Regions from separate parts of the Mus musculus genome. Here regions 1, 2, 3, 4 and 5 are each linked to region 6. The links are chromatin contacts, called in public HiChIP or PLAC-seq and promoter capture Hi-C maps. All regions are on one chromosome and are shown on one strand. Each heading gives the region's core, a stretch centred on a gene start, on an enhancer-like site or on the middle of the called end of the contact. The rest is flanking DNA. Distances are from core to core; before and after follow the strand shown. Region 1 overlaps Rps6kc1 (ribosomal protein S6 kinase polypeptide 1). Region 2 has its middle 40 kb from the start of Gm38452. Region 3 overlaps Rps6kc1 (ribosomal protein S6 kinase polypeptide 1). Region 4 overlaps Rps6kc1 (ribosomal protein S6 kinase polypeptide 1). Region 5 overlaps Rps6kc1 (ribosomal protein S6 kinase polypeptide 1). Region 6 holds the start of Smyd2 (SET and MYND domain containing 2).

The links. Promoter capture Hi-C pulls out the DNA fragments that hold promoters and counts their contacts. HiChIP or PLAC-seq counts read pairs in DNA pulled down with a chosen protein or histone mark.
Region 1: a contact with region 6 is called in a promoter capture Hi-C map of liver, with 4 times the contacts expected there. The contact joins the enhancer-like site here to the promoter of Smyd2 in region 6. A contact is called at or near these places in 8 of 39 promoter capture datasets (the 3T3-L1 cell line, cranial neural crest, hippocampal neurons and 4 more) and 4 of 115 datasets of contacts at active chromatin or transcription factors (craniofacial prominence, embryonic forebrain, large pre-B cells and 1 more).
Region 2: an H3K4me3 HiChIP or PLAC-seq map of forebrain shows a contact between it and region 6, with 4 times the contacts expected there. The contact joins the enhancer-like site here to the promoter of Smyd2 in region 6. A contact is called at or near these places in 5 of 39 promoter capture datasets (the 3T3-L1 cell line, cranial neural crest, hippocampal neurons and 1 more), 2 of 115 datasets of contacts at active chromatin or transcription factors (astrocytes and forebrain) and 1 of 9 other capture datasets (embryonic stem cells).
Region 3: a promoter capture Hi-C map of hippocampal neurons shows a contact between it and region 6, with 7 times the contacts expected there. The contact joins the enhancer-like site here to the promoter of Smyd2 in region 6. A contact is called at or near these places in 9 of 39 promoter capture datasets (the 3T3-L1 cell line, cranial neural crest, frontonasal cranial neural crest and 5 more), 3 of 484 Hi-C or Micro-C datasets (the AML12 cell line, cortical neurons and liver) and 10 of 115 datasets of contacts at active chromatin or transcription factors (cardiomyocytes, embryonic basal ganglia, embryonic forebrain and 7 more).
Region 4: an H3K4me3 HiChIP or PLAC-seq map of forebrain shows a contact between it and region 6, with 6 times the contacts expected there. The contact joins the enhancer-like site here to the promoter of Smyd2 in region 6. A contact is called at or near these places in 5 of 39 promoter capture datasets (the C10 cell line, cranial neural crest, embryonic stem cells and 2 more) and 7 of 115 datasets of contacts at active chromatin or transcription factors (the SCID.adh cell line, embryonic forebrain, embryonic stem cells and 4 more).
Region 5: a contact with region 6 is called in an H3K4me3 HiChIP or PLAC-seq map of the SCID.adh cell line, with 9 times the contacts expected there. The contact joins the enhancer-like site here to the promoter of Smyd2 in region 6. A contact is called at or near these places in 10 of 39 promoter capture datasets (the 3T3-L1 cell line, 3T3-L1-derived adipocytes, cranial neural crest and 6 more), 1 of 484 Hi-C or Micro-C datasets (the AML12 cell line), 1 of 115 datasets of contacts at active chromatin or transcription factors (the SCID.adh cell line) and 1 of 9 other capture datasets (embryonic stem cells).

What each region holds. Positions count from the first base shown.
Region 1 is chr1:190,877,900-190,882,424 of GRCm38.p6, reverse strand. All of the region lies in intron 5 of Rps6kc1 (ribosomal protein S6 kinase polypeptide 1), which reads left to right. Among named protein-coding and RNA genes, the nearest start is that of Rps6kc1, 32 kb to the left of the region's middle. Within about 2 kb of position 1,569, at least 12 of the 459 cell types and tissues checked have an H3K27ac peak or open chromatin away from gene starts, as enhancers often do. A contact at or near this core is called in liver, where this site is marked.
Region 2 is chr1:190,688,455-190,692,783 of GRCm38.p6, reverse strand. No RefSeq gene overlaps it. Among named protein-coding and RNA genes, the nearest start is that of Gm38452, 40 kb to the left of the region's middle. Within about 2 kb of position 2,168, at least 12 of the 459 cell types and tissues checked have an H3K27ac peak or open chromatin away from gene starts, as enhancers often do. A contact at or near this core is called in forebrain and hippocampal neurons, where this site is marked.
Region 3 is chr1:190,789,417-190,793,968 of GRCm38.p6, reverse strand. All of the region lies in intron 12 of Rps6kc1 (ribosomal protein S6 kinase polypeptide 1), which reads left to right. Among named protein-coding and RNA genes, the nearest start is that of Gm51740, 28 kb to the left of the region's middle. Within about 2 kb of position 3,093, at least 7 of the 459 cell types and tissues checked have an H3K27ac peak or open chromatin away from gene starts, as enhancers often do. A contact at or near this core is called in hippocampal neurons and trophoblast stem cells, where this site is marked.
Region 4 is chr1:190,843,792-190,848,457 of GRCm38.p6, reverse strand. Rps6kc1 (ribosomal protein S6 kinase polypeptide 1) reads left to right here. Exons shown (of 15, transcript NM_178775.4): 7 at 3,856-3,971. Among named protein-coding and RNA genes, the nearest start is that of Gm51740, 26 kb to the right of the region's middle. Within about 2 kb of position 1,472, at least 18 of the 459 cell types and tissues checked have an H3K27ac peak or open chromatin away from gene starts, as enhancers often do. A contact at or near this core is called in forebrain and liver, where this site is marked.
Region 5 is chr1:190,808,357-190,813,314 of GRCm38.p6, reverse strand. It overlaps Rps6kc1 (ribosomal protein S6 kinase polypeptide 1), which reads left to right. Exons shown (of 15, transcript NM_178775.4): 9 at 3,194-3,241; 10 at 4,300-4,432. Among named protein-coding and RNA genes, the nearest start is that of Gm51740, 9.2 kb to the left of the region's middle. Within about 2 kb of position 2,669, at least 10 of the 459 cell types and tissues checked have an H3K27ac peak or open chromatin away from gene starts, as enhancers often do. A contact at or near this core is called in the SCID.adh cell line, where this site is marked.
Region 6 is chr1:189,920,497-189,925,066 of GRCm38.p6, reverse strand. It overlaps Smyd2 (SET and MYND domain containing 2), which reads left to right and starts at 2,776. Exons shown (of 12, transcript NM_026796.2): 1 at 2,776-2,960. The coding sequence starts at 2,788.

The DNA.
Region 1 (4,525 bases), core at 320-2,819, 960 kb before region 6:
TGAAAGGACACCTAACTGTTCATGAGCATCTTCTTTCCATTTGAAGCTTGTGTGCTTCATTTGATGGTGATGGACATGGGTTACAGCCTCTGGGAGCATCTCTCTCTCTGCTGGCCTGCTTCTGAGATACAGGTGCCTTGCTGCTAAGCCGTTCATTTTGATGGTGTTGTTTATTTAAAACATTGGAGGATTAAGTGGAAAGATGTATAGTTATTTCAGTTTGATTAAAACAACCTCTTGTATAAGGCTAGACTAAGGTCTCTGTTGGTAAAGTGCTTGACATCTACATGGGAGAATCTGAGCTCAGATCCCCAGTGCTCAGGTACAGTCCCACTGCTCCTGCAGTGAGATTGAGATGAGAGGTGGAGGCAGGAGAGTCCCAGGAAGCTTATAGGTCAGCTAGCCAGGGGTAGTACAAAGAAGGTGGAAGCCAGGACTGACATTCAAGGTTGTCCTCTGACTACAGGTGTGCTGTGCCATCTGTGTCTACACACACACACACACACACACACACACACACACAAATACATGGAGGATTAACAAAAAGAAAAAAGCCCTTGTGTGTGTGTGTGTGTTTTTTTCTTTGTGTTGTTTTTATTTAGTGAATTTAAAATTTGTGCTTCAAGGCAGAGCTAAAGTAAATGTGGATGTCCTTATGCTGGCTGTGTAATTAGAGACATGTCTGTGTTAAGACTAAAGTCTTTGTGGTGTGGAGTGCTGTAAATTGTGACAAAATAGAAAGTCTAACTAAAGCAGGTTACACTTGCGGTAGGATTTTATTTTACAAATGTCCACAAGGTGGCGCTGTGGAAACTAAGATCTTAGGCCTGGGCTTGCCCTCAGTCCTGTGGCTTACTGGATTAGGTCCCTGTCTCTCAGCTTGAAGGAGTTATATTTTGTTTTTAAGTACTTATTTACTCATGTTGTTCACAGTTTCTGACTAGTTACATTTTCTTCAGTGGTAAATCTTAAATAGGGAATTTAATTTTATGTAAATTTAATTTAAGCACAATTCAGCCAGGGATGGTGCTCTATACCTGTAGTCCCAGTACTTGGAAATTGAGACAGAAGAATCAGAAATTGAAGGCCAAATTCACATAGTGAGTTTAAGACTTCCTCAGAGTTTCTCTCTTAAAACCAAAACCAAGGAAAGCCTAACAAATACACAAAAAAAGATAGACACATGTGTGCTTGTATCAGTGTGTGTGACACACGTACGCTGTGTCAGTGTGTGTGTGCCCTTGTGTCAGTGTGTGTGACACATGTACGCTGTGTCAGTGTGTGTGTGTGTGTGCTGCTTGGGGAAGAGAAGGCACAGAGAGTTTGCAGTGACTCTTGAAACCCCAAGGCTGTTATGGGTAACACTGGATATTTAGAACTTAGTGGCAGGGTGGGCCAAATTGAAAGGTCATGATTTGTTTTGGTCACTTGGGTTTCGGATTAGAAGGACATTGGATGTTCCAGAGTACTTTCCTTTTCAGTTAAACATTGGGGTTTGACTGTGGTCAAGTGTGTGCTGCTAGGTGTTTGCTAAGTCCCTGACCTCTGACTTGCTGTGGATGGTGAGCACATTCTAGTGTAGGGAGGTCAGGGCGGGTCTGGAAAGGTGGCTCAGCAGCTGCCGAGGTCAGTTCCCAGAGTCCACATTGGACGGCTTCACAACCTCTCATAACTCCGGCTCTAGGGAAATTCCATGCCCTTCAGAGGGACCTGTGTGTACATCTACACACACGTGTGTAGGGTGACAGTTGGAACCTGGAGCCCACAAAACAAATGGGCAGTGAAACAACCGACTCTGAGTGCAAGGGGAACCGGGCAAGCACTTCACTGTGTTTTTGCTGGCCTGTACTGGGACTGGTGCTGGCCTGTACTGGGACTGGTGCTGTCATTTGAAGTCTGTTCTGTTCCTAATAGATACTCAGTAGGGTCTGTGGGACTCTGAGGTTTCTCAAGGGTGAGGCACAGGCACATTGCTAACCTAGGAACCGTCAAAGGCTGCTTCTTCCTGGCCTGGAGCTGCTGCTAGCTCACTAGTGTGCCGTAGAGTACCAGACTTGGGACTAGCACACAGCTCTAGATTTAGGGATTGTCTCACAGACATATTGAGAAGGACCCATTTCTTTTCTTCCTTTAGAAAAATGTATTCTTTGACATGTGTGGTGGCACATGCCTTTAGTCCTAGCACTTGGGAGGCAGAGGCAGGTGAATGTCTGTGAGTTAGAGGTGAGCCTGATCTACACGGTGAGTCCCAAGACGGCCAGGACTGTACAAGAAGCCCTGTCATGAAAGAAAGTGTCCTTTGACAATTTCATACATGCATGTGATGTTCTCCATCCCGCTCTTCCTTCCCTCTTCTCGCTGTTCCCCCTTCTCCAAGTAGATTTCCTCCCTGCTTTCCCTATTTAAATCCAGTGACCACGGAGTGTCGAGTGTTGTTATGGCTGTTGCTGAGTGTAGTGTGGGGCTGATGGCTGAAGCACAGGCTTCTCTCCATGGCTACACTACTAAAGAAAAATGGCTGCTCTTGCGCCATCCAGTTGGTGCTGTGCGCTCCCCAGCTAGGTATGGGGCTGCAGGAGCCCCTCCCCTATGAAGGGCTTGTTTCTCGGAGTCATGGATCTGCATGCCATCCACTTCTGGGTCATCTTGGTTCTGGGCTAGGTGCTTTTTTTGTGCATGAAGCAGGAGTGGTTGCTACTGGGACAAGTAGAAAGTCCCTTTGGTTGAGTGTGGCAATGTTTGACCTATAGAGTTGAGTGAAGGTGATGAGCTGATAGTAACGAGGCCATGTGTTTTATATATAGTCCCCCACGAGAGGCCACCTGTTGTCAAAGGAGACCGATCTCTTTGTGCAGCTGGTCTTCAAATGCGGGGTTCTGATGGCTCATACTGTAAAGCTCCTGTGTGTGGCAGCTCAACCTTTCCCCCAGGCCCGTCTTTCAGAGATGGTGTCCTAGGCAGATTCTGCTCTACTGTATGACTCTGAGCAGTTCAAAGCCCAGAGGTGAGGGCAGGTAGGTGGACTGGGATGCTAAATAAACCCTTCGTGCCGGTAGCTGCTTTTTAACAAGTCACCTGAGGCCCTCTAATAGCACCGAGACTGGGATCTCTGTGATCCACACCCAGAGGCAGGCGGCTCATGGAACCTTTGACTTCCCCTGTATCACTTCCAAAAGAGGCATAGGGCTCTGTGCAGTGGTAGTGGAGGGTGAGCCTGCTACTCGGCTGATGTCCTAGGAGGGTCCCTGTGAGGATGGGTTGATGTTGACAGGTTGTGTGTATATTGTATCCAGTACCTATGGCTGCCCTTCCCACCACTTCTCTTTGTCCTCAGCAAGACTCACAGCCTGTATCGTGCTTGTAGCTCCCTGTGGTGTGCTTACTCACTTTCTTTCTGGGTTGTAGTCTACTTCATGTGATGCTTAGATGTAGTTTTATAAAAAACGGGGTGAGTTATAGGACCATGCTGAGCAAGATTACATGAAGCAGATGTACTCAAGTGTAAGATGAGTGGAGTAGGTATTAACTATTTACGTGTCTTGTGTATCTTTACATCTGCCTGGGTACACATGTATACACTTGTGTGTTTGCACATCATGTCTATATACATCTATGTACACTTGTGAATTTACATGCCATGTTGGTATAGTTACATGTGTGTGCATATATATGTGTATGCTTACCTGTCTCTCTGTACTTTTTTCTATATGTGTGCACATGTATACATGTACATACACATACATAGATACACACACACATAAACACACACATACACACACACACAGACATACATTCACACACACAGACATACATTCACACACAGACATACACACACACACACAGACACACACACATACACACACAGAGACATACACACACACATTCACACACACACATACACACACATTCACATACACACAGACACACACATACACACACAGACACACACACAGACATACATTCACACACACACACAGAGATACAGAGACACACACACACAAGGATGAAGACTGGGGTTTTGGCTCAGTGGTTGAGAACTTACCTATTATGTGTGAGGCTCTAGGTGTGATCTCCTGAATGATGGAAGGGGAAGGTAACCTGAGATTCGTTGTTTCAGTGGTAGAAGATCTTTTGAAGTATGTGTTAGCAGCTTTCAGTCACTGTGACAAAGTGCCTGAGGCTAACAACTTACAAGGTGGAAAGGTTCCTTTTGGTGTGCACCTTGAGAGGTTTTAACCCATGGTTGGCTGCTTTGGGCCTGTAGCAAGTCAGACAAGCATGATGGCGGAGGCTCAGTGGTAGACTGTTTGCATGGCATGTGTGAGGCCCATTTGATCCCCAACCCTTTACTGAAAAAGCTTTTCTTTTTGGACAGCTTATTGGAGAGTACTTCCTTGAGAAGGGAGTTGAGAAATTGCTTCAATAAGGAAAAGAGGGAGACCAGTACCCATCAAAGCTAGTGAGCCCTCCATGCAGGAGCTGTGCCTGGACCAGGTTTCTCAGGCATGGCAATGTTCAGTTTCCC
Region 2 (4,329 bases), core at 919-3,418, 770 kb before region 6:
CTCTCCTCCCCATAGGCCTACATATATACACACATACACACACACACATATGTTACACCTGCACACATATATGTACACAGACACACTTCTATGTATGTGTGCATACATATACATATATAACACATTCATAAATACACAATATTCACACATATACACATATGTGTATATAAAGATGTGCACACATATAAACATCTGAATCTGCTTGTACACGTACATATACACAGACACACTTCTACATAAGTATGCACACATATGCACATACACACATACATAAGCCTACATATGTCTTTGTAACATTGCATAAAGATGAAAGCAGAGGTTGGAGAGGTGTATCTACAAGTCAAGGAACACCAAAGCTCGCACAAACTGGAAGCCAAGGGAGAGGCTGGGCCAGGTGCTCCCTTCCGGAGCGTAGGAAGACTCAGATCTGCTGTTGCCTTCATCTAGACACCGAGCCGAGATGAGGGCATCTTCCCTTGTAGCAGTTTGGTTTGCAGCATTTTGCACACAGCCGGGAGCTGCTATAGTTTGAGTCTTAGGTGTCCCCAGATCTATGAGCAGGAGGCTTGGGATCCAGGAAAGTGCTTTGGTTAGAGTCTTTAATAGATGGGTTTGTGTGTGTGTGTGTGTGTGTGTGTGTGTGTGTGTGTTAGACCAGCGGGAGGTACGCTCAAAAGGGGACTTTGGGTCTCTTCTTTTTCTCCTTTGGTTCTTGGCTCATAATGGTATGAAGTCCATGTGCACCGGCCATGATATGCTCCTGGTCCTGCCAAGCCCAAAGCAAACAGGCCAACCTGTCATGACCTGGATCCGTCTACTGTGTGAACAAGAATAACCGCTTTCCCTAACCAGGGTTTGCCACAGCGATTGGAAAGCCGATAGCAGGGCTCATTCTCAGCTTTGATGGACCTCACACACTTTCCTTTTGTGTCTTCCTGGTGATCCCCCACCTCCAGAGCCACTGCCTAGAGAGGAACACAGAGACATATCCATTGGACAGAACCAGAATGCCTGGGCACTGAGGCTATAACTGGACTCCTACCCGGGCTGAGCCCCTCCCCTCTCCACTTCCTTCCCACACTCATCCTCTGTGTCCTCTCCTCACGCCCATCAGCTCCATGGATCTTAGAATGATGAATGATGGTTCTCACTAACCGGGAAGCCCGCCGGGTGGAGATGTCACTGTGGTGGGAACAGCTGCTGCGAATGGTCTTCTTAGTTGTTGGTCCTCAGGAGAATCGTGATGTGCAGGGAGGGAGCTGTCTGGAACAGACTAGGCTCCCAAGTGACTGGGGAGGAGATGTGTGGCCAGGCAATGGATTAGAGTGCAGAGCAGGAAGCAAGATGGTGGTGCAGTGATTGACGTCAAATTCTCTGGATGTAGGGGCGAAGCAGGACTGTCTCTCTCCAAGGCTAGAGGACGTTCCATGACCACTTTCCATCCTTTCTGCATCTCGCTGTGTTCCCCAACTGATTCTCTTCTCCTTTGCTGGATGCTTATGGAGCCAGCCTTATGCCGAACGCCTGCCGAGTCCTCCCATCCATCTGATCTGGTGCCCAATGTGTGATTTAGGGGTGTCATGTGCCCCGCACAGAAGCAGGGCAGCCGTGAGAGGAGGGAGAGAGGTAGGGGGATCTTGGCATTTGATCTGATCAAATGCACCTTAAGAGCAAACCCATCCCCAGCACTGAAGGTATCAGCTGGGTCCTGCCTACAGTTATGTCAAACAAAGTGTGCTAGGAAGTGCCAACTCTCCCTTTGTGCTGTGACACGAGAGCTGCCAAAAGATATTAAAAAGCTCGCACAAGCTAGGTGATGGCAGCCGTAACTATCTAAGTTATTGCCTGACAGCTGCAGCATTGCCTCGCTGCCGCTGGCCTTTATAGTCGCTTCTGCATTCATCCGCCCTTTCTCTAGCAACCACTGCACCAGTCTGCAGTGGGTGAGTCGCCTGCCCAGCCCCTGTGCCTGCAGGCATGGAGACTCGCAGCAAGCCCTCTCGCAGAGAGACACCCACACGCAGATTCTGGGGGAACTCATACTTCTCTTGGCCCGCGCCCAAGCTGGTTTTGGGTTGGTCAGCTCGGACTCCGAGGAACCTTGGACGGGAGGACGGTGCAGGGGCGAGGCGGCGCGCGCCCAGGCACACGCACCAAATGCAGCTTTCTTTTCTGTGTGTTTGTGCGTGTTGGCTCTGAGTGAGCTGGAGCAACATCGCCAGCTCTCAGCCCTGCCAGTCCTACATCTGCTCCCTAAAACCTCCAGCAAATAAGAATGCGGTGGGGTTGTTTAACCAACACTTTACAATATAGACACTTCTCAGCCCGTCTCCCCCTGGGCTGCCCAGGCTCAGGGATCTGATGCTGGTGGCAAGGGTTGAGAGATAAAGGGCTAATGATCCCAGTGGGCATCTATCTCCAAAGCTCCTTCCCTGGCATGTTGATCTGGGGCATAAAACACATTTCATTGTCACGGGCTTTGGGGAAGGTGTGTGCGGTGCAAGCTGGGGTTTGTATTCTTCTGTTGAGTTTAGTCCTTTCAGCTGTCTGCTAAATAATTCACGCGGCTCAGAAAGTAGCGGGGTTTTTTTTGGGACACAGGTTCCACTCCCCTTCACTCTCTCTTTTCTCAGTCCTTTCTTCCCTTCCCTTTCTTCCTTTGAAAGGGTTTTTGGAGAAGTTGGCAGGCTTGGCCTAGGTGGTCTGATAAAAACTGTCTTTCCCTCCCGCCTCTGCAGAGCAGGATCAGAGGTGGGAAGTCCTGCTGCTGGCTGTCAGGAGGCTGTGAAGGTCACATCTAGGGTTGTAGCTTGATGGGTTTCTATTGAGTTCTGTCCGCACAGGCTCTTCTCTGCTGTCTATATGACTGGGCACAGCCATTTCCCTCTGTTAGGGAATCCCGCCCCTGCAATATCCCCAAGAACCTGCCAGTGCCAAGCCCGGGGGTGGTAGTGGTGGTGGTGGTGGTGGAGCGGGGTGTATTTCTGGAATACAGGTGTGAGATGCTTGAGTGCTGGGGAAGGTATCCCGACAAAGTTGGGGCTTTGCATTTGTAACACTGGGCAAAAACAGTTAAATGACCGCACTGGACATTTTGGGTCCCTCATGTAGCTTGGCATTTGTGACTGTTGATGCAGAGCAGGGCCCCCTTCTGTGGAGTAAGCCCCGCCTCTATAGCCAGGCCCCACTGGTTCATGTATAAGCCCCGCCTCTATAGTCAGGCCTCATTGGTTCATGGATAAGCCCCGCCTCTCCAGCACCCCACTGATACCCAGTACAGTTTGAATCTGGCTCCCAAACTCATCATGGCAGCAGTGTTGGGAAGGGCAGCCTGTGGGAGGTGTTGATGTGGTAAGAGGGGTTAACGCATTTCTCAGTGGACTGAGCTCATTTTCTCAGCGCTTGTTTGGTTGCTTCCAGAGAATAAGTCCTTCTAAAGCAGTGGTTTTCAACCCTCCTAATGCCGCGACCCTTTAATACAGTTCCGCATGCTGGGTGACCCCAACCGTAAAACTGTTTGCACTGCTACTTCACAACAGTAATTTTGCTACTGTTAAGAACTGTAATGTAAATAGCTGTGATTTTTGATGGCCGTGGGGCAAACCCTATGACAGGTTGAGAACTGCTGACTGAAAGACAGGCTGTCTCACGTACACACATGCCTGTGCCCGCTCCTGGTGTGGTGAAGCAGCAAGAGGTCCCTTGGAGAAGCCAAGAAGATACCAGGGTCATGTGACCAGACAGAGACCCCCCAAATGGTGAGGTTCAGCAAACCTCTATTTTTATGAGTCATTCAACCTCTTGCTCTGTAATAACAGCAGAGAACACAGAGATCATATACTCCACTATGTTCATAGTATTCATATTTATAATAGCCAAAAGCTGGAAACAACCCTGATGTCCTTCAACAGAGGAATGGATACAGAAAATGTGGTACATTTACACAATGGAGTACTACTCAGCTATTAAAAACAATGGCTTCATGAAATTCGCAGGCAAATGGATGGAACTTGAAAATACCATCCTGAGTAAGGTGACTCAGTCACAAATGAGCACATACACAGCATGTATGCACTGATAAGTGGATATTAGCCCAAAAGTTCGGAATACCCAAGATTCAATTCACAGACCATATGAAGCCTAAGAGAAGAAGGAAGTCCAAAGTGTGGATGCTTCAGTGCTTTTTAGAAGGGTGAACAAAATACTCACAGGAGGAAATATAGAGACAGAGTATGGAGCAGAGACTGATGGAAAGGCCATCCAGAGAATGTCACACCTGGGGATCCATCCCATATAGAGTTGCCAAACCCAGATGCTATTGTGAATGCT
Region 3 (4,552 bases), core at 1,844-4,343, 870 kb before region 6:
TCACATTTCTCGTACTGGCCACAGAGTGGGAACAGAGAGTGAGATGGTGGGCACTGAATAACTTAGCTCCTGCCATTTAGTATCTTAGAGCTGTATATGTCCGGGCCCCGTAAGAGAAGAAACTCGTCAGCTCCTAGAAGTAAAGCACGTGCAAGGATGGTCAGTAGTCCAGTAGCTCACGAAGGAGAGGCGAAGCACAGCTTCACTCTCCGTAGTCTTCCTCACGGCCTGGCATTCAGCGAAAGGGCAGCGTCAGCCTCAGGAACTGCTGGAACTAACAGGCAGCAGGCTTACTTTGGCTCTTAGCTTTGGAGGTTCTAGTTCAGGCTCAGTTGGAGCAGTTGCTGTATAGCACTCAGGAGTGGGTGGGGCCAGGAATTCTCTTCATACCTGGGTCCTAAGATCCTCCTCAATACGTACATGTCCCCAATGACCTAAAGACCTTTCACCAGGCCCCAGCTCTTTTTTTTTTTTTAAAGATTTATTTATATGAGTACACTGTAGCTGTCTTCAGACACAGCAGAAGAGGGCATCGGATCTCATTACAGATGGTTGTGAGCCACCATGTGGTTTCTGGGAATCGAACTCAGGACCTTTGAAAGAGCAGTCAGTGCCCTTAACTGCTGAGCCATCTCTCCAGCCCCAAGGCCCCAGCTCTTAAACATTCCTTGGCTTCCTGTAGTGCCAAGCTGGGGACAAGCCCTTTGGCATTCAGACCCTTGCGGACTTTAATACCTAGACGTTGGACCATTAAAGGGAGGTTAATTTCACCAAACCCCTTCCTTTCTGATCTTATGCATGCTCTGTCTTCAGGTGTGAGGCCCTGGAAGCCATGGCTGCAGAGTGATGCTTTCTGTCTTGATGCTGGAGTTGGTCTGGGACAGTTAGGCAGCTGACTGCAGTACCGTACCAGCATCATAAGTTGAGGGGCTTCTGTTTGCCTCTGATTAGCAGAGAAGACAGAAGGCTGAATCGTGGAGTGTGTGTGTGTGTGTGTGTGTGTGTGTGTGCATGAGTGAGTGTGTGTGTGCATGTGTGCATGCCCATGCTTTACTCAGGTGTGTGGAGGCCATAGTCTGGTGTGTTCCACTGTTGCTTTCCACATTATTTTTGCAACAGTCTTCGAGTGAATGTGGAACTTGCCTTTAGGCTAGATTGCCTGGCTAGGGAACCCATGGGTTTCTGCCTGTCCTGTACCCTACTGCTCCACTGTGCCTGACTTTTAGCGAGTTTGGAGTTTTAAACTAAGGTCTCATATATGTGCAGCAAGTGCTATACCCCCTGAGCTACCCTGCTGGCCTGGAATGCTTAATCTTAAGCATTGCGTTCTTAGGATTTTGAGGAGCTGCTTTCATTTACACCATATCCCCATTTCCTATGAAATCTTGTCTGTTTCGGTCTCCCTCCATGCCACATGGAGGGCTTATTCTTTCTAAGCAATTCTTCACAAACATTTCCCTCAGATAAATGTCTGGAAATGCTAAAGTTTTAAGAAGTTAAAGGCATACCATATGCAGGGCTTGCTCCTATGCAATTCTTCATAAATATTCCTTTCAGATAATGTCTGGGCGTGCTAAGGTTTTTGAAAAGTTAATGGTGGTAAGGCAGGTGAGGATGCAGAAGCCCTGTTAACAGCAGAGAGTGCAGCCTTGACCTGCCTAGCCCAGCAGAGCAGCGGGAAGAGCTGTGCCTGTTGTCCTCAGTTTCCAGTTAGCCTTTGCCTCATCCATCAATGGCAATGGCTTTGGTCGGGAGTACCATGACACCCGGTGGCCGTTCAGAGCAGAGTTGTTGTGAGATGATCAGTGCAGAATGGAGCATGCTGTTGGTTTTCTCTGCGAGACGTGTGGGCTGCGGGAGGAAGCAAGGCTGTGTAGCCTAGGAATCAGTCATCCAGATGCTACATGACATGGCACACACCGCTCTGATTTCATCTCCCAAGAAAACAGCGTGGGGTGATGCCTATAAACCTTGAACAAATAATTGTTGGCCCCAGAGTGCTGATGAAGTGAAACCAAGCGTTTTGGACCTAGTTATGCAGATAATTCAAGAAAGTGTAGAACCACATCACCCTTAGGAGAAATCCAGACCTAAGTGGGAGGGGCCTAAGCTGAGCCGGCCCATTCGGCTCCTGCTCCTATCCTGTTCTCCACCCCACAGCAGTCAGGGGCAGTTTAGCTAACACACACTGAATTAGGAGAGCAAGGCAGGAAGCAAGGCTGGAGCCTCTCTTGGCCCAGCTTTCTTTCTTTCTGCCTGGCATTTGCACTAGACCTTTTCACGTTTCACAGGCCCGTGCCACATGCAGCAGAGCAAGCTGTCACCCAGAGGCAGCTACTGTGAGAGGTGCCACTCCACTGCCCAGCCGAAGCCACTATCAACTTGCTAACAGTGCCACAGTTAGCATCTGAGTGACTCCCACTGCCATCCTCTCTAATCTGTGTTCCACTTGCCACCGTGGGAACATCAGATGTCATTTAAACTTCATAGTCTACAAGGCGTAAAAGTGCAGAGGACTTGAGATAGATCATGGCTCTTAAAACAAATATTCTCGGCTCTTTGTGGGTGCTTTGAATGCTTTGAGTGAAGTGTTCCGAGATGCAATTGGATTATGTATTCAACACACATTTATCAGGTGCCTCCTGTGTCCCAGAAACTATGCTCGGGAGCCAGAAATAAAGACATAATTGGTATAATATTGACAGTTACTTTTGAAGTTATATCAAAGGAGACTGCCCCAACAGAGGACATAGACAACTGGGCTAACTAGGATGTTAATAGGCCTTCATAGGTGGCTAGTTATATTTACAGAATGGAATTGCACCTAGCTAACAAAAGACAAGCTTAGCTGTCTCTCTTGCCACAGTTGAGTCCATATAATGCTGGACACAAAATGCTTTCCCGTGTGTTTCCTTCTCTCTGGTCTTTAGCCATCAGCTGTAGTGGACGACTAATGCTTAGCCCCTGCATAGAAAATCTTTACACACAGCAAGAGCTGGAGAGAAATTGACTAGGATTTTGTAATTCTAGTCCCTTTCAATTAGCAGCAGATGCTGCAGGGAGAGCTTGCATGTGTGTGGGAGCACGGGACTAATGCTTCCCAGTGCTAGCTAAGGGACACGTGTAGCGGGAGAAAGATGCTCTTTCCCCTGGCTCACGAGTATCAGTAATGACAGATGGCTTTATTAAAGCACCTTTCTTTACTATGTGCATGCATTACTGATGCCTGGCTTCTTGTAAAAACTTTATAAAATCTTGACTATTTTAAATTTTAGTAAATACTTTAAAATTTTACAAAAATTTAGACATGCCAAGCTCCCTCCAAACACATACACACATGCACACACACACACACACATGTGCACACACACACGTGCACAGTGCACACAAGGTCAGACACTTAGTGTAACCAGCACTGACACATACACACACACACACACACACACACACACACACACACACATACACACACACACACACACACACACATGCACAGTGCACACAAGGTCAGACACTTAGTGTAACCAGCACTGACACATACACACACACACACACACACACATGCACACACACACACACGTGCACAGTGCACACAAGGTCAGACAGTGTAGCTACTACTAACATGCATATGCACAGGTCAAGCCACTTAGACAAAGTAGTCAGCATTGACAGGCACACGGGCAAGGTCACACACACTTGGTGTAGCCAGCACTGGTATGTACACATACATGCACATAACAAAGTCAGGCACTCAGTTTTTGTTTTTGACAATTTGCAAAACAGAGGATCCTGTAGCAGAAGTCATCCGTGTTTCTCCCTCTTTTACACAGAGGGCTTCTGCTATCATTTTAGTGTCGTGTATGAGTCTGTGGCTTTAAGATTGGTCCATGCCTGATACAAACTTGTTAGGTTACTGTTTGGCATTGCTTGAGTGTGTGGATGGTGATTTAATGGAGTGTTATTTTAAAACTTTATTTACTATAATTTCTGCTTTTTCACTGAGTTTTATTTTTACCCTCCAAAAGAAAAGTTAAGTGTCCAAGACGTATGTATTTCACAAGTTTAGCTATGAAGAATAATGTAGCCTATCCAGAGATCTATAGGTATGTAGATATGCGCCCCTTCTGCCTGCACTTGGATGTTGTGGTGCTGTTTGTGTGTTTGCTTTTTGAGACCGTCTTACACTGTATGTAGCCCAAGATGGCCTGGAACTCACTATGTAGCCTAGACTCCTTTCAAGCTCAAAAATCCTCCTGCTTCCAGCTAACTCCCAAGGACTGAGTCACAGGCGTGAGCACCATGCCTCTATCTAGGAGGGATACTTAAATACTTATCCTAAATTAAAGTAGAATTTTTCTCCATGTAAAATTCTCTTTAAAGAATTTCGAATTTATTGATCTGCAGTCTTAGAGAAAGCCAGTGAACACAAGGTGCTGCTAGGAGAGGTTATGAGTCATCCCAAGAAGGCATTTAACACCTTTAAAGGAAAGACAAAGCCTGCATTTGGGATGTTGGAGACTACAGCACCTAAGAAAGATGCACGGCTGATTCA
Region 4 (4,666 bases), core at 223-2,722, 920 kb before region 6:
TAAGTGAGAAAAGACTCTGATTGCCAAGTAAGTTCTGGGGTGGCACCACAGGTGAGAGGGGTTTCTCCCCTGCAGGAACCATTTTCTCATGCTGACACTGTTAGGACAATTTTCTTTTTTTAGAATTACATCAAAATATAGATTTATTTTTGGTATGTATCTAATAGTGTGGCTTTTGAATTAGGTTCTTCATATTCCTTCTGGGCTCCTTTCATGGTGAGGATGTAGCTGTGAGCTCTAATGTCTGTTCATCTGTCTGTCAGCCTGGGTGTCTGACTGCACCTTGCCATGGGATGCTGTGCACGCCTGCTCAGGTTTGTTTTCCTCTGTTGCCTGCTTGCTGTGATTCTCCACACTTTTTTTTTTCTTGTTCTACTCAAACAGGACAATCAATTTTTAAGTTCATCTGCCTTTTCCCTTCTGTGCCAGATGCCACAGAGGGACAGTTTGGCTTAGAGTCTCAGAAGCTGTAGTCCAGTGTCGCTGTCCATTGCTTTGTGCCTGAGGCTGGAAGGCGTGATTTGGGGGCATTGGCAGAGCCTCGCACCTCACAACCAGCCAAGGATCAGGAAGAGCAGAGAGGAACCCAGGACAAGACGAGCACCCAAGAAGACCAGCCCAGTGACCTTTCCCCTCCAGTTAGACCTCGTTTCCAAGCCTTTCTGCCAGGCACGAGGTGAATCCACTGTGGGTCTGCAGAGCCTCAGGAGGAGCCGTCCCAGAGGCTGCACCCAGCAGCTGAGGCCCAGTGTTAACACTTAGGCATTTGGAGTATACCCTCACCTCCAAATTAGAACAAAGCTGGCTTAGGCGTAGAGCTTAAAATTAACTCTGTAACTGAGAAGACATTTCCCATCCTGAGCTCTTATTTTCAGCTATAAGAGAGAAGAAATACATTTTTTTAAATAAAATAAGTAGAGTGCAATTTGATGAACGGGTGCCCAGTGGTCCTGATTCTTGCATAGTTGAGTATTCCCATAGTCTAGCATACAGAGAACATGTATTCTGTAAAACATCAGAGTTGGTGTCCAGAGAAATGCAGTTTTTAATTTTTCCTTTTATATTTAACTCCACTTTTTGACAGGACAGTGACTGTATTTGTCATGGTCCCCCAGAAGCTTCCTAAAGCCAAGATGTGCACATGTGACTGTCAGCTGTGCTCAGTGGTTTATGCTGTCAGAGTCCGAGTAGACACAATGCTGTCTCTAGGCTAGGGAGCCCAGGAAAACAGCAGGCTGATAAACCAGGCAGCTTGGGACAAGAAAGGCCAGCGACATTTCCTGGAAGGTCCTTGGTGAGTTGCCGAGTGCATCCAGGCTGGAGGATCTAGAGTTTGGAAACTCCCCCTGCTTGGGAAGGGTGGAGCTGTGCAAGCCCCCTTCTGCTTTCAGTCCTCAGTGCCCTATGCAGAGTGCCTCTTTCCCACCTCAGCTCCCTGCTCCACAAGTCAGTCATCTCTGGAAACACCTCCACAGACATCCAGAAAGTCAACCCAGTCAGTGTGACAGGACTAACCGGCAGTCTTGAATAGTGGGAGTCTTTCTCCTTGGAATGCCAAAGCCTAGTGACAATGCCTGTGATCATTTTTACTCACTAAAACCTGTCTGAACCGCTCTGTGAACACCACGATGAGTTGGGGCTATTCTGGAGAGCTGCAGCTTTATCTTTGTGTTCTAGTCCAGGGTTCTCTCAAGGGCTGGTCTTCATCCATGGCTGCTGTGTGTCAGTCACCACTGCCTTTGAAGGGGTCGAGTGAGGAATCATGTTGTCTGTATATAGAAGGTACATTCTGAAACCTTCCCGGGATTTCTCTCATGCTCGTAGTTTCCATGGAAGTGGCCCACCATCAGCAGCAGGAGTTCATTTCAGTGCTGGCTTGTAGTCCTCATTTCTCTGTTACTATGGAGACTGCCTAGAAAGTGGCAGAAAAGCCAAAAGTTTAAAAAGCAGTGATTTGATGACAAAATTATTGGGACTGTGTGTGGCTGTAGCCAAATATTCCATAACGGCACAGATCTCAAGTGAGCGTGTAAGACAGGCGACAGGCTTACTACTTTGAATAGAGCTGAGTTTGAAGCTTAACAAATGCTAAAGCGAGGTTTAAGTTAGAGCTTGCTGAATATTACCTAGAATGTGAAGAACGAGTGGGTGGTGTGTGTCATAGTCCAAAACAGTGAGCCTAGCCACAGCCTGGGTGTGCAGAACCGGAGACCAGAACAGCGTTGTTTGCGAGTGACATCATCTCACAAGTGTGTGGCATGTACTTGTGATTTCCTTGTTTGATCTTGGTGTGTGTGAGTGTGAGTGTGTGTGTGTGTGTGTGTGTGTGAGTGTATGTGTGTCCCCTTCCTCACAGGCCATTGGACATTAGTCCACAAGGATCCATAGGGGTAGGGGTGGGGTAATGTCAGGGTTCAGTTGGCTGTGAGTGCCAGCTGATTAAGTTCTGGGATCAGCTTTGATGAGACAGCTCAACATTATTGTTTCAGGATTAGGGTGTATAAAGGCTTTTAGGGGTACAGTGGAAAGGGCTAATTGGACACAGTACAGTATCTAATTATTATGCGACCTGGAAGCCAGAGCAGGTGCTGAGTTAAGTTTCTTTGTACAAGGTCATTCTTCTGATAAGGCCAGGAACCTGTGTTCAGGGACACTCTTCCCAGGTGAGAAACGGAGTCCTCCATTTTGTACTAATCTCAGAGCCATCTGGTCATGGGGTACTGCAACCTTTCTAGCAGGGTTCTCCAGCATGCACGTGTGTGTGTGTGTGTGTGTGTGTGTGTGTGTGTGTGTGTGTAGGAACATTGTGAAACAGGATGGAGAAAGACTGAGCCAGAAGAGCAGGAAGTCTGCTATGAGGTAGCATCGTCTATATGTCAGGGAAGCTGTGTCTATGAAATCTGAAGGAGTATGGTCAGCTAAGGTCACAAGAACTGCACAGTGACAGCACCAGGTGACAGTGTAGATGAGGGAAGTCCCTACCACTAGATGAACGACTGCTGAGAGAGGGAGAATCTTCCCCAGGGAATTTCCATAAGTTGTGGTTATCCAGTCCCAAATAGTCAGCTCTAAACACACACACACACACACACACACACACACACACACACACACACAGAGAGAGAGAGAGAAAGAGACAGAGAGAGAGAGACAGAGAGAGAGAGACAGAGAGAGAGCGAGTGAGTCTTTTATCCATCGGAATGACATGGTGTGTCTCAGTCCCACACAGCATCCTGTTCTGAAGAGGTGAGAGCCGAGGCTTGATAAGCTCTCGAGTCTTGGGAATTTGGATGCTGTCTTTAGGAGGCAGAGACCCAGGTTATTAACAGACTGACGTAATTTTATACTGTCAGGATTTCAGGTATGTCCCTGCTTTCCTGTGTAAGATGAATGACACCTGGTTGCCAATGAAGTGTACACAACTCACTCAGTGTGATTTTCATTCAGAATTACAAAGTGGTTTTATTCTTGGGTTGGACTGGATGCTCGTGCTGTCTGCACCTGTCAGTCCCAGAGCGCTGAAGGCTTCCTGAGCATTGTGTCTGACCCTAGTCTTCAGTTGGAAATTGAATCCTGCCTGAACCAGGGCTTGGCTCCCACCCTCAGAACTTTCTACATACAGTTTTTTGTGTACTTGACACTCCTTAACATGCCGGGTTTCAGTGCACATTCAGAGATCAGCCTGTCAGTTTTGGGCAAACTAAACTCTGGAGGGGTAAGGTTGAAGCCATTTCCCAGTCTCACCCTCTTCCTCACAGTTACAGATGTGAATTGGATTAAGAGAAATAACTTGCTGGATGGGGTTGCAGTTCCTGCTTCCCTCTCACAAGGCCAGCCTTTGCTTTGTCCTCTCAGGAGAGTCGAGCCCCACGCGTCGGGAGGCTGTGAAGAGAAGGACTGCGGAGTACCTCATGCGTGCAGAGAGCATCTGTAGCCTCCGGGCCGCGCCTCAGCTCCACACGGGACCACAGGTATGGGGAGCCGCCTCTGTGCTCTTTGCCTTTTGGTTTGTTTTTGTTCCTATTTTCAGCTTTATTTATAATTAGAACATTTGAGAATTTTGGTCTTTGGAATTTTTCTGTAATTTTCATAAGTTATTGTCAGAAAGGAAGGTACAGAGTAGAGTAAGAAAGACCCCTCCACAGCCTTCCCCACACCTTCTGTCTGCCCTGGCTCATGGCGGTCATGGCAGGGAGGGCACAGAGGCAGACGCAGCTCGAGCCTGCTCACATCTCTATGGAGCGGAAAGCAGAGGCTGAGTGCAGTGCTCTGTGATCTCTTTGTCCTCTTTTTATTCTGTTCTGGATCTGAGCCCGTGCTGTGGTACTCCCACATTTAGGGTGGGTCTTCCTTCTTCTGTTCAGCCTCTCTGGAAACATTCTCACAGACATGCCCAGAGGTATCTCTAAGGTGATTCCAAGTCAGGTTGACAATGTAGATCTGACCTCACCACCTGCAAGATGCTCTGAGCTTCTGAGCCACACACAGCTCTCGTGCATACCTGTGCAGCTTAATCAGCCAGTTGAAACTGTTCTAGAGAGTCCTGCAAGGCTTTGCTGGTAGCAGCCTGTAGCCGCTGAGGCACAATGCTTGATGCTTTAAGCTATTTGGGACTACCCCAGCCCTGTCTATATGACATAAGGCTTTAGAAACATTTTTTTTTTTT
Region 5 (4,958 bases), core at 1,420-3,919, 890 kb before region 6:
AGCCCAAATCCACCCGCACTTTCCACCAGGTTTGTCCGTCCTCACTGGCCCTTTTATGTAATCTGCTTCATGCTTCATGGCTGAGTGAGACCAGCAAGGAGAGGACCCCCCCCCCCCTTTTCCAATTCCTGCAGGAGTATTCTGTTCTGACAGGCAGGAGGCTTCTGGTAAGAAAAAGTTGTCGGGCCTCCCCTTTCATCTCAGAGATGGTTTTCATCTGGCATAGATGGGTCTTTGCAAATACCACTGGCCCTCTGGGGAGTCACATAAAGAGTTGTGTGTTGATGCAAAACCCGACGAGGTGCTAGGAGCACAGATGCCTCCACAGAGCCCACCACTGTCCATCGCCTTATGTGTGGAGGAGACCATTGAAGGACTGTGAGTGCATTTCCATGCCTCGGAGGGCCATCTTGTGAAGAACGTGTCAGGAGCCCTGCCTGCCGGCAGTGAAGGGGAGAATAGGTCTCTCTGTGTGCAAGAACTCAAAGCCCATGTCTTCCTTGCACCTATGGTCACCCATCCTTCCTTAGTCTTTTTTTCTGGTGTTCTTCACCCCTGAGTTACGCACGTGGAGCAGCCTGGCTTCTGTCACTTCCTTATTCCTTCTGCAGGGTTTCCTTGTCAGTCCTTCAGGGGGTTCCTGTTGAATGGGCAGATGGCTGCTCCACCTTGTGCTCTGTCTCACATCTGAATCATTCTTTCCTTGTAATGCCCTTCTTCTGGTTGCTTTCGTACCCACTGCAGTGTGCCAGATGTGTAACTAACACACTGTTTGCACATGTGCAGGGCAGTTTAGCAATGAAAGATGTTGCGCTGGAGCTAGCTGGCCGGGTATACCTGTCACCCTTCTTTGCTTGGTAGCTTTTAAAGCAGGGTCAGCTAACATTTCACAGTTGTTTGCTCACCCTTGAACTTGGTTGATTAGAGATGTGCACTAGCTTGGGATGTTGAGAGTACCCCATGATCGCAGTCTGAACCCCAGTACTGTGGTCGTGTGACTTTGTGGGGGGTGCTCAGATATAAACCCTCAGTCCTGACTTCATTTCCAAACTCCATTGACACCTTGCTGCCTAGCTTCTGTGTTCTTACTGAACCTGCCAGCTGTGTCCTTAAAACACAAACACCATTTCTACCCTACTGTCAGCAGAGCTGATCACAGCGGAGTTAGCTGTCTGAAGACCCTAGTCAGAGGCCTTGCTGTGGTGTGTGGAGGACCTGTCTCTATGCACACTCACACTGCTAACAAGCTGCCCTGCTTGCACAGTTGGAGGAATGAGCTGTCCCCTTGCTGGTGGTTAGGTTAGCTCAGGGCTGTTCTTTGCTTCTAAATGTTGCCTGCTCCTCTCAAGCTCTCTCTAAGTTTCAGCTATACCCCTTTGGTTCTTGCCTATGTGGGTGGGTCTACATCCTAGTCAGCTCCTTCTCATACTGGGAAGACCCTTTACCATGCCACTCTGAAATTCATGTGATTCAACATTACCCACCTGGGCAACCCAGGTGGTCCCCATTTCCATCATTTCTGTCCTTTCTACCACAGCAGAGTCTGCTCACAGACTCTTGAGTGGGGTGTGAGTATGTCTGGGGACCATGACACTGTCTGTGACATTCCCATAAGGATTTTGACATCTGTTTGGGAGATGACAAATGAGCAAATGAAACTAAACTGAAGAATTTGAGATGCTATAATAGAAGTCAGTACAATATAAATGCGAGGACAAAGGAAGAGCCATCAGTATTAATAAGAGAGACAGAGGGATTGACATTTGAGCTAAATATGGAGAGATGAACAGTTGTTTGAGTAAGTGGCTGGGGGAATATTCCGTAGAGAAGCTGCAATAATAGTGACGGCAGTCATGACCCTGGACGAACTCTGTAAGAGCATCTCAGAGCGGCGGCCCTACATGGTGGCCGCCCTGGTCATCTTTCATCATAGCATCACACCCAGGGCCTCATGTCAGCCATATGTGGAACAAGGCGGTAGCCAATGCTGATTACCCACATCGGACATGGTAAATGTGTAAAATGAGGAGGGAGAAGAAGCAGGAGGTGGCTAGGAAGGCCCAGGAGGTGCAGCTCCTTGGTTGACTTGGCTGCTGGCTTTGTAGTTGGAGAACTGAGAGACTTGGAGCTTGGGTTTGGGGTCTCTGCAGGACATTTGTGAGGTGTCTGTGTGAATAGCATTGTATTAGCACACAAGCTGGTTTAAATAGTGCAGGTGAGACAGTGTGAGGCTGTCAGAGAGGGTGACAGCAAGCCTCTGTAATGCCAAAAGAAAGGTAGTGGCAGACACTCATAGGCTTGCTAACTGGTCTTTGTGGCCTATCTCTGCCATAGTATTTAGCAAAAATAAGCTGTAGATGTGGTAAGATTTATCCTCGTTCCTTTCTCTTAGGCTGTCAGGGGTGGCCATTCAAGGGGGCAGTGTGCGAAATGAAGTTCATGTACTGATTGTCTTGTTCTTACAGAGACATGGAACAGTGATACATCTGAACACACTTAGAAATGAAGCCTTGCCTGGTCTCTTTGACCACAGAGCTGTGCAGTGTGCGGGGGAAGCTGGGGGTCTGTCACAACGCCTTGGCTGTCAGCTGGGCAGAGCTAGTCTCTGGTTGGGGTGGGGCATCGGGGCAGGACAGATCTTAGCTATGGAGTCAGTAGGATTTGCTCTGGTCCAGAGTAGAGGAGTACCCACAGGATGCCTGAGATGGCGCTAGAGTCTCAGTTATCGAGAACCTGTTAGAGTGGGCTGCTTAAAGATCACAGAAGGTTGCCACTTTATCAATTTTAATGCAATTACTTCCTCTTCACCATGTGAGAAAATTCTTTGACTGTGCACTCCATCCACTGCCACCTTGTTTTGGGGTTTTCCCACTTTCAAGGCTGGCCTTGTTTGCACCTGCCGTCTGCCACCAACTTCCAGTTGCAACAGCTTCGTGTGTACCATGCTGCACTTTTAAGAAACATATTTTAAAAATAAATCTAGGAAGCACAGTGATGTTTCTATGCTATAGCAGTTTTAGAAAAGGAAATTGTAATAAAATTTTTGGGACAAGTAAGGTTTTTTTAAAAAAGTCTTTTCAGAAATTATAATTTTGGAAAGAATCACAACCAGGACCTGATTCTTTGTCTCTCAAATTCAAGACTAATGTTTCATTATATATTGCTAAATTTATTAATTGTATCTTTTACTTAGGTTTTACTTGTAATGGATACAAGGACAGAGCAGACATTCATTTTAAAAGTAAGTAGAATTTGTAAGTTTAGTGAATTTAAAAATTGACTTTCAAAAATAAACATAGTTTTGAAAGAAAAATATTTTTACATGGCACTTGAGTGTTTTATGTTTTTTAGTGGTCAGTGTTTCTGTTGTTTGCAGTTGATAAATATGGTGTAGCTTCCATTTAGAAAGTTCTTAGTTTAGAGAATGTGTAATCTGAATGCACAGACCTCAGGATTTGCTCCAGATACGCTGTTCCGGTTCATGGGGGTCCATGGGCTTCAGTTGAGCTGATTACAACTCCTAAAACCTGACTTCTGCAGACACTCTTAGCAAGTAGCTGTGTCTGGGCCTGGTCTTTAGTGCAGATACAGTACATAATTAAGTGGACAGTTGTAGTTTTGATATTGTTTTTGGGATGGTTTGCAATAGTATGTATTCTAAATATATCCAGATTAAACATCCCATAGCGTCCAAAAAGGTGGCTTGTCTTGAGCATCCATTTTCTCTTGCTGGTCAGGCACGACAGGAGGTCACACTGACGTGTGTGAAGATAGCCACTCTTTATGAACAGTCCATGCCCCCACACCCAGTGGTATTTACCTAGCGTTTTAAAACCTGCGTGGAACACCAGAATGCCCAAATCTTGTGCTTTTGGTGATTTGTCATTAGTGTTTTGGAAAAGAATTTAAAAGTTGCTGCTTCATGCAGGATACCCCTGGTGTCTGGAGAATGTGACTCGAACTGGCTGCTGCCTTAAAGACATACACAAGGAAAATCAAACTTAGAGGTCACAGAGAAATAACCGTGTGTCATCCTGATGACTTAGTTTGAGAGCATCGCTAATAAAAACACTGACCCACGTAATTGATTTTAATGGCAGCTTTGTGGCATCTTCTGCTGTCTGGATTCACGCCAGATGCCATCAGCGGAGCCTCTGGGGACCGAGGGGCACAGAGCAGCAGATGAGTGGTTTCTCGAGCCCCGAGTAACTCGGATAGATTAGTTTGGTTGATAAACACTGAGCACAGCAGGCTCCAAAGGCAACCACGGGTACAACTGACCTTTTTGTTCTCTGTCAGGGTCTAAGGAAAAGCAGCGAGTGCAGCAGGAACAGAAAGACCATCATCCCCCGCTGTGTGCCTAACATGGTGTGTCTGCACACGTACATCATCTCGGAGGAATCGGTGTTTCTCGTGCTGCAGCGCGCCGAAGGTGGGTTGGCCGTGAGGAGCATCGCCTGTGCCGAGTGCTAGTGCTAGTGATGTTGCTTTGCCTGCCATTTCATGAGCATGGACTCTGTCTCCTGACTCCTGCTCAGCCTCCTTGCTCTGAGTTTGGAGGGAACAGGACAACCCAGGTGATGGGCCAGCATCACTCACTGACCTGTGGGACAATCCTCATTCGTGCAGTTTGCTAGGAGATTTACTGACAGAATGAGAGCTTCAGTGTGCGCCGAGAGAGCGAGACTTTATTTAGAGATTTAATTCTGTTCCCTTGTCTGCACTAAAAAGCTACACTTACGTTAGATGACTAAAAAAAGCATCCCCTGCAGAATTAATTAATTGCTTCCTTCAGAGGGAACGCAAGGGTGTTTGCTTAACATTTGACATTGCCTCGTTTCTGATCTGCGTCTCATGAACACAGCATTTCACTGGCATCAGCATGGGTACAAAGCCGAGGCCTGGGCTCCGCCTTCAGCCGCATTGGAGCACAGGTGGCAGAAGGCACTCATTCGATG
Region 6 (4,570 bases), core at 1,527-4,026:
AGGTCTCACTGACAGTCTTAAAAAGACCACATCAAGTCAATCTGTGTCCTTACAGCATGTGCTGCCTCCTCTTCCAGCCATGTCAAATCTCTTTCTGCCTCTCTGGAAAGGGGCTTTGCGATGGAATTGAGTCGGGGGCTCACACTAGCTCCAGTCCTCAATACACTGGTAAGACTCCCTCTTAACCTTACAAGGTAATGTTTACAGGCTCTAGATATGAGGCCCTAATAATATCTTTGAGTGGCATTACCCAGGTCCTTCCCGATTAGACCCCAGCTGTCTGTGGCTATAGGACCCCAAAGTGCTGGATCTCCTCTGCACATGCGCAGCAGATAAAGTACATATAGAGGAACAACAGAGGGCCGGGGCGTGTTCCCTGCTGGCCCCTCTGCCAGGGCTTTATTTCCGAGCCCAGAGCTGTTTCTTCCACGTGTTAATCTGCAGCTGGAAGGATGCGTTACAAATGGATTAGATGATCTTTTAGGCGGTTAAGCAGAGGGGGCCTTCATCCTGTGCCTTGCCCGTATTTCAACGCGAGGCGAAGCCATCCCAAATCTTTCTAACACCGATTTTTCCCAAATCATGGGACAAGCGGGAGAGGAGCTGGTACACAGGCGGGCCCTGGCAGCCAGACAGCTTCCTTCATGGAATGTGAGACCGCTGAGTGGCAGAGCGGCAAGCATGAGATGCATGGAGGGTGCTGTCATCGGTCTGCCCCGGCTGGCTGGGAGCCGCGCCTTGACCATTTATTTTAAGCACGGGTTTTATCATTACGGGAGGCTCCTAACTTTACAGCTATTGCCTCACTGCCCCGGCTCCAGTCATTCGAATTCATCCCGACTTTTCTGAAATGAAGCTGCTTGTTTTCCAGTGTTCTCCGGTAACACTCAACCTCTGCCCTGAGATGCCCTGGATTGAGTCCCCAGTGCCCCGGGGGACTGGGTGTGGTGCTGCATATCTGTAATACCATCACTAGGGAGACAGAGGCAGGAGGATTCAAAACCCAAGGTCATTCTCTGGTACTTAGGGAGGTTGAGGCCAGCCCGTCTCAAAACAAAACACGCAGTAGGAGAAAGGTGTGTGTGTGTGTGTGTGTGTGTGTGTGTGTGTGTGTGTGTGTAATGGAACACATTTCTCAAACTCTGCAGTGAGTTCTTGGAAGAGTAAACCATGTACTGAGTTTACAAACATGTTGTTTGTTTATTTCTATGTCTTTTCTTCTTTGTACTGCTAAGATATCCTTCCGCAAATCAGAATGCTAAAAAGCAAGCCAAAATGAATCCAAAAAAACACGCTGCAGATCTACATAGGTGGGCATCTTTAGAAAGTCTCAAGATTTGAGAAAATGCTTCCAGCAGACGGCAGAGTGGGCTCTAGGCACAAACCTACCTGAGAATGTTGCTTGTCACAGGTGAGTAGGGTATGGAAGAGGGTTTCCCAAATCTTACACCTATTTTAAGGTAAGCAAGATGTGTTAAATAAGCACATTAGCTCAATGGTACCCAGTAATGAAGGGTTATTATTACGTGGAATTGAAGGATCCAGGCCTACACTTTGTCCAAGTTTATAGTCCAGTGATGTCCATGGTTACTAAAATGGATACATGGACCTACAAGATAGTTCAGAGTATAAAGGCACCTACCACCAAACCTGACAGACAAATCAGACACAGGCCCCATGTGGTAAAAGGTGAGAACCCACTCCTGCAAGTTGCCCTCTGACCTCTACACATGTTTCCAGCACACATACAGGGGTATGCTCGCACACATGCACTCATACTTACAAAAAAAAAGGGTAATAATAAAAAATAAAAATGGGCCAAAGAACCCATACCCACGGTGCCCTTTCCTTGGAGGAAGGCTTATTCATATTATCACTAAAGAAATTTTATTCACGGGTTCCAAATCCCCCATTCTATGATTTGCCCTGTGAACGAAAGCTGGAGAGAAAAAAAAAACAAACCTGCAGCTGGCACTGACCCTCTTTCTGCAAAGCTAATTAACCGACTTGAACTTCAACCTTTGCGGAGAGGCTGCAATGTCTGGAGCTTATTGGCAGTTTTCCTTGGGCCCTCTCCAGTTCCCTTAATAGCTACCCGTTGCCTATCCTGTGTCTAACCTACCAGCTCGTGAATAACAGGTAAAACCGCCTGGAACATAATCAAGCCATACATTGAGAGTGCAGTCAGATTGCATCTGAGGCCTGTAGCTGAGGTTCCCTCCCTTCTGCAGCCAGCCTACCTGGGGGGTCCCACCGACATATTTTTGACGTCTTGATTTATGACTTTCTTTTTCTGTTATTATGGAATTTTTTTTAATCAAATTGTTACAACGTTGGAACGTAGACTTTGGGGTAACCCAAACCTGGCCATGACCCCTCCTATTGGCTCCAGAATGAACTCTCTCTAAGTTCCCTGGGAGGTGAGAACTGTGTTTTTTAGCACGCACAGCTCAACTGCAAACCACACTCATTCATTCCCTGCTCCACCACCCGGGATCTTAGTGGGGACGCTGTCTGCGGGCACAGCGGGTGGTGGCCTGGGTGGCTTGGGACTCCAGCCTTCCTCACCGGGCAGCGCAGCCTGGCGGGTGCAGGCGGACTCCCGTGCGCGCGCCCTGCGCACCGCCCTCCCGCCCCGCGCTCCGGGGCGCGGCCAGGGCACAGCACCCGCCCCGAGCAGAGCGCCGAGTTCCTTGAAGGCCGGCGGCCGCGGCAGACCTGCCTTCGCTCCCTCCCTCCCTCCCGTGACGCGCGTGCCCCGCAGCGCGCAGCCGCAGCGCCGCCAGCATGCGCGCCGAGGCCCGCGGCGGCCTGGAGCGCTTCTGCAGTGCGGGCAAGGGCCGGGGGCTCCGCGCGCTGCGGCCCTTCCACGTGGGCGACCTCCTCTTCTCCTGCCCGGCCTACGCCTGCGTGCTCACCGTGGGCGAGCGGGGCCACCACTGCGAGTGCTGCTTCGCCAGGTACGCGGGGACCGTGCGGGCGGGAGGGGCCACGCGGAGCCACGTGCGCCGCGTCCGCTGAGCCACGGCCTGCCCCGCAGCCGGACCTGCGCCGCCCCACGCGTGTCCGTTCTAGCTTAGGTTCTCTGTGGTCCCGAGGCCTCCCGAGCTGTCCTGAGATGGGCGGCTCCCCCACCCCCTAGGGAGTGATGACCCGATCAGCCAGGGACGCTTCCGGTCATTCTGGAGGAGGGAAGCTATGGAACAGACACGCCTATGAGACTGGGCTCCGTGGATTGGGATGAGGGGACACAGTTTGTTGGGAGAATATTTGATTGTACTACTTCATACATGTCCTGAGTGTGTAGATGCTGTATCCACGGCCACATGCTAAGCCTTAAGGTAGTTGCGGATCAGGAAGGTGCGTTGGGATTCCCCCATCCCACCCTGTGTCTTCATTTTACAGACACACTTTATCTTAAAGGCCGAGAAGAGATCATTTTACTGTTGGGACACTAAAGCCCAGAGAGGAAGGGTAGCTGTGTATACACAAGGCACTAATTAGGGGCTGGAGCCTGGCCTGTCAGGACTGACACGTCCCGCCCACCCACTTCCTTGCTTCCTAAGTTTGCTGAGGTAGGGGGTCTGGCTTTGGAGTTGAGCCTGTCCCAGGCCATCTGTGGATGCCTGAGGAAGGAACCCTGCCTGACTTGCTTTGAAGGTCAGTGTCATCACCTTTGAAGTGGAGATGGTGGGCTAGATTAAGCTAACCTGGGGTTCTGCAGGTACCTCTTGCGGGCTGCCCCCAGTCCTGCACTCCACGAAGCTCTCAGCCTCCCAGACTCGTGCGCCTCGTTCTACAATAAGACAACAAAAGAATGGACAAAGGTTGCATATTAGAGTAATCTCGGCCGGACTCCCTGCCAGAACTGTCTTCCGCTGGGGGGGACCTGGAAAGGAACTAGACGCAGAAGCGTGCCGTGGGCAGCGGAAGGGCTGTATGTGATGTGCCTCTTTGAATTGGCGAGCCAAGAGCTAAAGGGTCATGGCACCACTTTGCGACGTTTGAGTGAAGTGAGCATTGGGTTTTCCCAAAGTTAAAAAGGCTGCTGCAACTGGTCCCTTGATCTTCTGAGCCTCGCTGTGGCTGGGAGTCTGCAGCAGTGTGGGTGTCTGCAGTAAAGGAGCAAAGCGGGTCACCCAGCACAGAGGGGGCCTCCGTCAGGGGTCCTGGCGCTTGGTGTGCGGTGAGAGGCGTGGGCCTTGCGGAGTGCGTAGTAGGGACTCGTGGCCAGTTCTCTCCTCCTGAAATTAAATATCTGCGTTGACAGCTGAGGCGTGCTTCTCTCCTGTTGGGAGTGTCCTGATTGTACAAAGACACACAAGCTTCCAGAAGTACCCTTACAAATCACCCAGCCTCAGGAATCCTGTCATTTGTGACAGCTAACCCCCCACTCCCCTTGACATTTGTTAATGTCACTAATTTTGCCTCAGTTCCCTCTCCTGGGCCCCCCAGGCTGCCATTCCATTGTCAACCAATCTCTTCTGTTTGGCTTATGTAACAGTCAGAACTTGGAACTCAACTAAAATATTGCCCAAGAAATAAAACTCACAAGATCCGTGCACCTAGA